Regions from separate parts of the Gossypium hirsutum genome. Here all the other regions are linked to region 1. The links are chromatin contacts, called in public Hi-C maps. All regions are on one chromosome and are shown on one strand. Each heading gives the region's core, a stretch centred on a gene start, on an enhancer-like site or on the middle of the called end of the contact. The rest is flanking DNA. Distances are from core to core; before and after follow the strand shown. Region 1 holds the start of LOC107960341 (glycosylinositol phosphorylceramide mannosyl transferase 1). Region 2 holds the start of LOC107955293 (coronatine-insensitive protein 1). Region 3 holds the start of LOC107960000 (clathrin light chain 2).

Region 1 (3,522 bases), core at 132-2,631:
TTTTTCAAAATATACTATTTTCGTATTTTATTTTTTTATTATTTTAGTACATAATGTTTCATATGTATTATTTTAGTATATTTATATTAATTTAGTAAAAAACTCTGATTTTGACCTTTTTTATTTTATTTTTGGATTTTTTAAAATATATTTTTTAAAATATACTATTAAGTTATTCTTTTAATATTTTTATACTATTTTTGTAAAAAAACTCATCACATAAAAAAATCAAAATATAACATGCCAAATAAAATTAATAAAAAATATATCTAATTAACCTAAAACACACTTACCAAATAAATTAAATAAAATAATAATAAAATATTTTTTGTACATAACATAGATAGGATTTTTTACTTCAATGAAAATTAAAAATAAATTATGAATATATATAAAAAATAAAATAAATACAAACATACCTTAATATCTCTTTTTATCCAAAATATACCTTACAAAAAATTAAATTTAAAAATTAAATCAAAATCAATCAACAATAATAACATTAACAATTAATATAAATCATTTATTTCCTTAAATTAACAATTAAAAATTATTTCTTTAAAAAAATATTACTTTTTTTTTCCTTCCCTCCCTCCTCTTCTTCTTCTCCTTCTCTTTTTCTTTCTCTTTTTCTTTTTCTTTTTTCTTCCCTCACCAATGTTGCCTCTTCCTTCTTCTTCTTCTTCTCCTCCTCCTTCTCCCTTTCTTCTTCTTCTTCACTCACGCACACAAAGAAATTGGGGACTATTTTAGGGTCCTCAAACACATAATAAAACAAAAGAAATGGCTCAGAGCAGTCCCGTCGGTGGCAGTGAGGAGTCCCGTCGGTGCAGAAGAGTGAGCGTTGCCGCCTGTGGGGTACCCTCCACCCTTATTTTATTATTATTTTTGTCCTATTCTTTTTTTTTTAACATGCAAATCTATAAAAAATGTTTAGATTTGAGGGTGGTGCCGCCTATGCACCACCCTTGCAATGATCTGTTTTCGTATTTAATCTTAAAGACATCCTATTTTAATTTTTTTTCATATTGTTATAGTAAAAATCCCTCGAATAAAGATAAGCAAATGAACAAGAAAAAGAATAAAGTTATTTTCTTTTAAAATTATTTTTATATTTATTGATTTATGGTCTAACGTCGAAGTGGTCATAAGCGTGTTGCTGTTTGAAGAATTTTTAAAAATATTTTACTGGAACAAATCAAATAAATTTGAATAAGTCCTAATTATAAAATATCTTGTCGGCTAAGGGTCAACCTCAGTAACTGTCATGAACCATTTTAATCCAACGGTTCTCAATACTTCCTTTCACATCAACGTATCTTTTCTTCTATCCTGATCTGAGAATTCTTAAAAAGGAACGAACCCCGAACGTACATTGCAATGGGCAATAAAAAACCACGAGCACATCAACATCTCAGTTTCAGCCAATAATATCCCTCCGCGCGTTACCCTAGCATCCATCTTATGGGACTCTACCTCCTTAACCTCATACACATAACCACACCCTATAACTCTCCCCACCCTTTTCCCTTCACCGGTTCTTCCTCACCGGCGACAAATCTACTTCCCTCTCACCGCACCGGAGCCGAATCATATAAATAGCAATTCAACAAGCGGCGGATGAAATTTTCAGTTTCGTGACTCGGGCTCCATTCAACGTCACATCCCTCGAGTTCAGACTTCAGATCGACTCAGTCTTCTTATAAGGAAAAAGGGAAAGGGGGGAGATTGAGGAATTAGAGTGATAGAAGACGATGAGGGGCGGTTTACCTATTAGCCGTCGATCGGTTTTCAAGTTGCGTCAAGTTGGGATCGGGACGCTTGGATCGGCAAAGATCAAGATCCTTCTCTGCGGTTGCGTCGTGTTAAGTCTACTCGCAATCGCGAACCGAAACCGCGACAGTTCTTCGTTTATGGGATGGACCGGTGACTTTGACCGCTCTTCTTCTCCAAGGTGCATCTCCCTATTACTATATATTAACTTTTATAATCTTATATTTTCGTTTGAATTTTCTTTCAGATTTTTGTTGAGTAGTTTCCAAGTTTAGATATAAAAAAAAAGGAACCATGACTAAAAGAGGTTCGTTTGTTTTTGGAAACTTCGAGTAAATATATCATCTAAATCAAGATTTTTATTGGAAACTCCATCAAATTGTTATCAAGTTCTTTTATTTATGGTAATTTAATTATTTTTAAACCATAACAACAGTTAGGATCTGAAACTAAACCCGTTTTAGCTTAAAATATTAGGAAGTGATTGATAATTCTAACTTCAAATTTAAAGGTTCTTTTTGGTGTTTATTCTGTTTAGATGTATAAAGAAGGGTGTTTTTTTTTTGTATAGGAAAGTTCATATCTTTTAAAAGTTCTTTTTTTTTTAAATTTTCTTAGGGATCTTGAACACGAACAAAATCACTCTGAGCTTATATTGTTACTAAAAATTTCAACAAATGATTGATATACAGTAGAAACTTAAATCTATTAAAGGCATTTACTGAAAAAATTTCCAGATTTGATAATAAAGTGATGATTTTCATTACTGGGTTGTGTAAGTACAGGGGAAGATACTCGATTGTAATGAATACTTGGAAAAGATATGATCTCTTGAAGAAGTCGATTTCCCACTACACGTCATGTCCGAGGCTCGATTCTGTACATATTGTATGGAGTGAGCCGGATCCTCCATCTGATTCGCTTAAAAGATATCTCAACCATGTTGTGCGTTCAAACTCTAGAAAGGATCAGCAAGTTGAGTTGGTCTTTGATATCAATAAAGAAGATAGCTTGAACAACAGATTTAAAGAAATTAAGGATTTGAAGACGGATGCGGTTTTCTCAATTGATGATGATGTTATATTCCCTTGCACTTCTGTAGAATTTGCTTTCACTGTTTGGCAAAGTGCCTCAGATACAATGGTGGGATATGTTCCTCGTATGCATTGGGTAGATCAAAAGGTGCGCATATGTTCTGCAATTTTGATGTTAGCCTTGCTGTATCAGTTTCCTTTGGTAAGTTTAGGCATACAGTTTCAGACTTCTGACTTATGATTGTAAATATGCCTACTTCTGGCACTGAGCTTCATATCTGTTGTCTTCATTGAGAAATTCATGAAACTTAACATGTTACTAAACAAAATCTTGTAGCTTTATCCGTATGTTAATATTGTATACCATTGATTGAAACTTTTACTTGGCATTGACTAATGGATTGATTACAAAACTCTTTTTTCTTAGTTGTCATAAATGTGAGGATCATAAACCTCCTGCACTGCAAGATATTCAAATTACTTGAAAAGAAAAGATAAGCTCTTGATTTCATCTTTATGCAGAAAGGAGAGAATAAATACAAATATGGCGGATGGTGGTCAGTTTGGTGGACTGGTACATACAGCATGGTACTCTCAAAGGCTGCCTTCTTCCACAAGAAGTATCTCAAACTTTACACTGATGAGATGCCTGCATCACTTAAAGAATACATAACCAAGAACAGGTCCCTTTTCATTTACTACTATTGCGGACTTT
Region 2 (3,500 bases), core at 669-3,168, 280 kb before region 1:
TCAAGTAAAAACACAGGTATTGTTATCGGTATCCTGTCATTCATACTAGAGTGCCTTACTACAACCTCAGAAAGCTTCATGACATGGCATCGCAATGGTCCTATGCAACTACAAGCAGTACAAACCAAACCAAACTTTCACCCATGCTCCTCCCCCGACTTGACCATTCACTAACTCCTGAAGCTCACGAAATCACATAGATCCCATACAATTTCATGCAACTTTAGCACATATGCAATCAGGATGTTTCATCATTCATACATATTTTCCATTGGTTCTACAATCGTAAAATGTACCAACACTACCACAATCATGCACTACAAACAAAACCAAATTTTCACAGTTGCTTCTTCCCTGAGTAGACCAGTCACTAACTCCTAAAGATTCGGGATTCAAAATGACCGCATACAGTTTCATGGAACTTTCCCATCTATGCAATCAAAATGTTTCATCGTTCAGATTGATTTTCCATCAGTTCCACATTCAAACAAACGCAGCAACAACCACATCTGTAAACGATGCTTACAAGCTGAGGAGAAGAAAGATTTTCCTCGACTTCAAACGCTTGAACTAAACAGTTACAAATAGAAGTAATTGGGATTGAATACATGTTTCATTAAACATAACCACTTCCAATAAACACTAATCGAAATATTCCTACAATTCAACTCAACCAAACTCAAGAAAACTAAGATAAGGTTTAACCCCCAAGTAGTTGGAACTTACTAAATCAGTCCTCTTTACTCGATCCCACTGAGTTCAATCCATATTTGATCATTTCTTTCAGCAGATGCTCGAACTAAAAGAACTTTCAACAATGAATTAAAGAACGAATTTCATCGAACTTAAGCCTAAGCTTGACTAATTTCACAAAGAAACAAGAACCCATAGTTGCACAAGAATTAAGAAAGGAAGAAAAAGTTACCGGCACAAACGGCCAACGTGCAAAAGACCATCAGTAGAAAAACCAGAGCATTTATCAAGCTTCAAAACCTGCAAAACCTTCCCTCTAGACCTAGCCAAAACTTCCAGATCCGAATCTTTAACAATCATTCTTCTGAAATGGACGGCTTTCAAGCAATTGAAATTCTCCGCTATTTCATTCACCCACGGCGTAACGTACCCACCCCAATCTTCAGGTATCAAATTAAACATCGCAGCCCGAGGCTTCCCTTTCAATTTCAAGGATTCCAAGTGACGGAACCGTCGCCTCAACCGATCGGGACTCGTCGTGTAACAAAGCGCGATCGTTATGTGCTTACGAGTCAGCGCGTCGAGCTCGTACCACCGCCTGCAAACTAGAGATACGGCGTCGCGGTCTTTCGGGTCGTCGATGTACGGCATCACGCAGCCTAATACGACATCGGACATACCGGGTTGTGACGTCATCGTTTTGTGCAACTTATTACCATTTTCCTCCATCTAATAAATCAAAACTGATCTTTTTTAAAGGGAAATTAAAATCAAAACGGTTTTTTAACCCAAAACAGACAAAAAAGAATGGATCGATCTGATTAAAGAAAGTAAAACACTTTTTTTTCAGAGCTCTGTTTTATTTTTTCATAAAAGAAAAGGCGGTAGGATCCGAAACGAAACGGAACTCAACCGGCTATAAAACGAATCGGGTCAGATAAGGATCGGGTCGAGAAGGTATGGGGAAGAAGAGATTGTTGATTGAGCACACAGAAAAGCGAAGAGAAAAGAGCTGAGAAAAAGTTTCAGTAGATAAAGGAGGGTCGAAATGGACGGCCGAGATTCATCAGAAAAGAAGATCCAAGTGAAAAATATAATTATAGGATCAGACCAGACAATTCAGCTGCTCTAAATTAAATATATATATATTAAAAATACAAAAGAAAATAGTATTGCAACCAATTAGTGGAGACTGAAAAATAAATTTAATAATTTTTTATTGGTTGCGTCCGTATTGGAAGTATTAATGTGATGTGGTACATCTCAGTCTTTCTAATTGTTGAATTATTCCACTACTTTTTTAATCTGATTAAATTTAATTATTAATTATATTCTGCACCCAGCAGTTGTCATCCTTGTGGCCTTTCTTAATTTTCAATAATATTTTTTTTCGTAAAAAATGATTATTAAAAGCAGCTGCTATTTCATGCTTTTCCTTTTTTTTTTTTTGGGTAAAAGAGAAAGAAGGTGGGAGAAACCCAAGGAATTAACCAGTACAGTTAATGTTTATTCCTAAGCTCTCTTGTAGTAGAACCAAAACCATTTCCTGACTGAAAGAGTAAAAGCCAATGGGGTTCTTCTTGGTTGATCTAGACAAGATATCAGTTGCCCTATTTGCTTACAATTTAATCTCCCAACTTTGGACCAACAGCTCGCAAATATCCTATACAAGCTATCAGGTACCCTGTTTTGCTCTTTTCATATGCATTTCATGTTAGTCTTAAAGTAACGCCTTTGCTTTCAATCTAGTTACATCTTATACAAGCTCATGCTGCTAGTTTCCCACTTCTCTTCCCATGTGGCATAGGATAGGAGTAATACTTCATTTCATATCTCCTTAGAAAAGGACACCCAAAGAAAATGTGGCTTTTGGTTTCTTGTTCCACATGGCACATTCCATTAATGCGTGCCTTTGGTATGTAGTCTGTCACGAATGACCATCCAAATTAAGAAATGAATGCTTTCAAATATGAACTGGGAACCACAAAACCAATTTTGTCCTATTCCACAAGTTCTTAACATACTCATATTTTCTCCTCAAACTTTAGCCGCAATATATTTGTCACTAGGGAATCTCCACACAACACCATTCCGGAACACAATTTTTTTATGCAACATCATGCTTTTGTAAGAATTTCTTCCAAATCCAACTATAATTCCAAGTAATTAACACTACGTTTGGTTGACATGAATAACCAATCAATTCCTGGTTAATTCGATGATAAACAATTATTCATTAATTTGATTCACCGAATCCTTCATTCGACGAAATCTCATTCATTATCCATTCTACCTTCTCCCGTAATGGCCATTCCCCACCAAACCCAAAGAATAGGACTACACAACCACCACCGAATAAAGAAAAAAACATAACTTCCCATTCTTGCCCTGTACCACTCTCCCTCATCAAACATCTCAAGCCACCACACCCCCAACCATGTCTCCTCATTCCTGTTCGGTTATTCTCATCCCATGACGATCATTGAAATTGTCAAAAACTTTCCCAAAGTTTAGACGAGTAAGGTTATTATTCCCATCAATCTCACTTCCATTGTGAGAATTTCATCTCTTTGCTTTTTTGCTTGTATTCACTAGTAGGGAGCTGTGAAAAAAATTGAGTTTTCGAAAAAAAATTGTCAATTGGTTGATCCGATTGTTTTAGGGCAATTTAGGTTAGAAATCTAAGCTTGTTGTTTTCAAATTGCATTTGGTTTTTATGGGCATTTCTGTTTATTGCAAGAGATTTTAAGTTGCTTGTCTTAATAGCAAAGGATTTCAATTTTAGGTTGGGATTTATTGTTTGTGGT
Region 3 (3,600 bases), core at 853-3,352, 460 kb after region 1:
TTTTATATAAATATATTAAATATATTAAATATATATTTTTTAAAAATCAATAAATCTGAAATGGTACACCAAAATAGACCAGTATCATTACGTACTATTTTCAATACAAAAACGGTGCATCCACCGATGCAATATTGATTACCATAATATAGACTCTTCGCTAATGATAGATATAAGCAACAAGATATTTTGAAGGAACCGAAGATCAAAGATAAGATGTTGAATAGTAAAATAGCTCTCTCTAAAATCTCAAAAGTATCAAAAAAAATAAAGAACTCAAAGAAAATTTGAAGAACGATGCATCAATCTAGAAGGGCTTTCAAAAGTCATCATTTGATATTGTTCAACCAGTAAAAAAGAGACAAATCTTATTTTTAAGAACACGTCTCTACGACATATGAAGCAAATCTTATCAATATAATATCAACTCTAGATAAATTTTGAAAAAAGAATTAAAAAATTTATTCAAAAATTATAACTCATTTTTAAATAAAATTGTTTATTTGTCTCAAATTTTAAATTCTTATTCAACACAAAATTTGTATGTGAAATAATTATTAAAATCGAAGAACATAGAAACTTAATAAACCATTTGTACAAGTTATCTTACCGGTAGAATTCAAGAGAGGGAAAAGCAAATTAAAGGAAGGAGGGCAAATCCTCCTCTTCTTATTTTATTATTGACTTTAGAAATTGGAAGGGTTGAAGGATGTGAAAACCGTGTGAAATCGGGAGATATTTTGTTACCTCAGAAGTCGTGCTAATCTTTAATGCTGCTGATGCATTCTTTTTTTCTAGAGCAATCTCATTTTTTTTGCTGGGTTAGGGCTGGTCTGTTGATTTTGACCAATCTGTATTTTGGGCTCTCTGTTATGAAGTTTGTTTTTAATAATAAAAATCAAACAATTTCTAAAAAAAAAAGAAAAAAAACACAAGTTGCACAAATAAAAAACAAATCCCCCAATAAAAAATTTATTAAAAAGAAAAACAGTTGCACACTAATTTTCAAGTGGTGTGCTTGTTAGAGATTTAAAAAAGAAAAAACGAAAAACAAAATTAAAAAAAAAACTTGTTTATTTTCAAAAAAAAATATTATTAATTTTTGTATTATACTTAAGTTGTATATTTAGTCAGTGTATTTTAATTTGATTAATTTTAGTTTTGTATTTTTTATTGAATTGATTTTAAGCCCTTACACTTTTTTAATTTTAAAATTTAAGTCTTAATAGGTAGCAATTAAATTTTTTTGTTAATTTTTATTATTAGTCTTATATCGCGTATAAAATTGTAGATTTAATTGATGTTCTTTAATTTAGCCATTCTTAGTCCCTGTGCTTTTTTAATTTTGAAATTTTAATCTTGATGCAAACGACAACCATTAAATCTATTAACTTGCTTTTTTTTTAGTAATATATGAAAATAGCAAGTTGACATGGCATTAAACATGTGCTAATATTTTTATTACATAAGATTTTGAAAATAAAAATACTTAATAAATTTAAGGGATAAATCTCAAAAAGTATACATGAACTTTGATTTAATGTGTAATTGTATACATGAACTTTATTTGATGCAATTATTTATGTGAAGCTCTAATTGTAGTTCAAATGTATACTTGAAACTTTAATTTTGATTTAATCATACACATTTAAAGAAATAAATACATCAATTTATTTTTATATTGGATAAATATAATTGCAATATATAAACATAAAATGATGTTATGTCAATAATTGTGTTAATAATTTACAAGAATTAGATCAAATTAAAATTACATAAAATCAAAGTTCATGTATACAATTGCGCATTAAATCATAGTTCATGTATACTTTTGGTATTTATTCCTAAATTTAACAACCATCTCGAGGATATAAATTTTAAAATTTGATAAATACAATAATTAAATTGAAATATAAAAACTAAATTCATAAGTTATAGGGACTAATAGCATAATTAAACAAAAAAAATTGAATAAATAAAATAATCTGATTGAAGTGGAGGGGAGGGTTGAAATGTAAGCCGGAAGGGCATGATCTCAATGTCTAAATGTCTTAACCTCTTTCTTATTTAAAGATTGCATCATTCCAATGTGCTTTTGAAGGGACAACTAACTACAAAAAGTGATCCATACCGAACGGAATTCGGCAAAAACTTTAGAGTTTTAATGGCCCAAAAACTCACCTCCATCAAACCCAAACAATGGCCCAAACAATTGGTTCATTTAACCAAACCCATTAACATCCCTTGAGAGTTATCGTCTTTTCATTTGTGCCTCCCATTGCGACAGTGATTGACTTCGATTCAATTTCCATAGCTTATTTTCATCAACCCTTTGTCGTCTCCGTACAAGACCTTGCTTAGAAGAAAAATGTCAACCTTCCCTGACTCTTTCACTCAACTCGCCGACGACTCCTTAGACTCTTTTGACTCTGTTCCACACCAGGATGAAGACGGTGCCGGCTACGCCGGATACGACCCTTCTCAGCAATTCGACTCTTTCGCCGACCACTCGGATCATGCCAAGGGCTCCACTGATGATGTGTTTGCATCAGATTCATACACAAATGGGGTAGGTTTTGGCCAAGATTTTGGCGGATCGGACGGCCCGGTTTTGCCTCCGCCGGCGGAGATAGAGCCTGAGGAAGGTGTTGCTCTCAGGGAATGGAGAAGGTTAAGATCCATTAAAAAATTTTCATGTTTTTTTGAATAATTTTGTCTTATATTTAAGTATAGAGTTTGGGGAAGTTAAAAAGTTAGGAATTGAAGTTATGAATACGGCACTTAGGTATTTTGGAAATGTGCGAAGGAGCTAGATTTAGTTAATTTTTTTTATCTTTATGAAGATTTTGAATATGTTTGGTTAAGTCATATTAGGGTGTTAAAGAACTGAATTTTTTGAAAAGTTTTAAATAAGTTTGGTTAAGCCATATTAGGGTTTAAGTAGGGAAATCTAAGAATTAGTGCTAATTTCTGGGATTAGAAGTAGAGTTGTAGGATTTTACTTATCTTTGAATTTATTCTTTTTAGAGATTGAATCAAAGAGAAGGAGTGAGGTACTAGCATGGGTGCACCATATAAGAAATTCGGATAGAAGAATTGGGTCAACATATGAAGGTAGATTTTTAATGTTACGATTAGCGCTAGTAATTTCACTCCAAGCTGGCATTTTTAAACCTAAAGATAAGCTAATTGGTGGTATCATTGGAAAAAAGCATTTTTCGGTCAATTGGACACTCAAGCCATTATTGGACAGTATCTGCATCATAAGAGCACAAATCTAGAGTATACTCTGGCTAGTTTGGAAAAAACGGAGAGCTAAAATATTTTAGGACAGGAGTGGTTATGTGTTTAATTTTTTATCACTTGTGAACTTTGGTCATCTTATAAAAGAAAAAAGATTGAATCAAGAGAATATCTGGATTTTTTTGTTCTTTTTTTTTTGTATTTCCTTTAATAATTTATATTTTTTTTTGAGTAAATTTTGTAGTGGCTTAGCTTAGTTGGTTGATGTACCCACCCAAAGCGGTGCTCCAAGCCATTTCGGAGTCCGAATGCCATGTAAGTGTTGGCTACATATATGTATCCAACATATATATCTTA

The links. A called contact is a pair of places that touch in the nucleus more often than the background predicts.
Region 2: a Hi-C map of leaf shows a contact between it and region 1, with 2.5 times the contacts expected there. The contact joins the promoter of LOC107955293 here to the promoter of LOC107960341 in region 1. A contact is called at or near these places in 8 of 34 Hi-C or Micro-C datasets (callus, hypocotyl, leaf and 1 more).
Region 3: a contact with region 1 is called in a Hi-C map of leaf, with 3 times the contacts expected there. The contact joins the promoter of LOC107960000 here to the promoter of LOC107960341 in region 1. A contact is called at or near these places in 10 of 34 Hi-C or Micro-C datasets (anther, callus, hypocotyl and 2 more).

The regions. Positions count from the first base shown.
Region 1 is chrA05:78,312,276-78,315,797 of Gossypium_hirsutum_v2.1, forward strand. It overlaps LOC107960341 (glycosylinositol phosphorylceramide mannosyl transferase 1), which reads left to right and starts at 1,382. Exons shown (of 5, transcript XM_016896676.2): 1 at 1,382-1,954; 2 at 2,559-2,955; 3 at 3,330-3,490. The coding sequence starts at 1,755.
Region 2 is chrA05:78,031,595-78,035,094 of Gossypium_hirsutum_v2.1, forward strand. LOC107955293 (coronatine-insensitive protein 1) reads right to left here and starts at 1,919. Exons shown (of 3, transcript XM_041111846.1): 1 at 926-1,919. The coding sequence starts at 1,422.
Region 3 is chrA05:78,776,135-78,779,734 of Gossypium_hirsutum_v2.1, forward strand. LOC107960000 (clathrin light chain 2) reads left to right here and starts at 2,103. Exons shown (of 3, transcript XM_016896195.2): 1 at 2,103-2,670. The coding sequence starts at 2,369.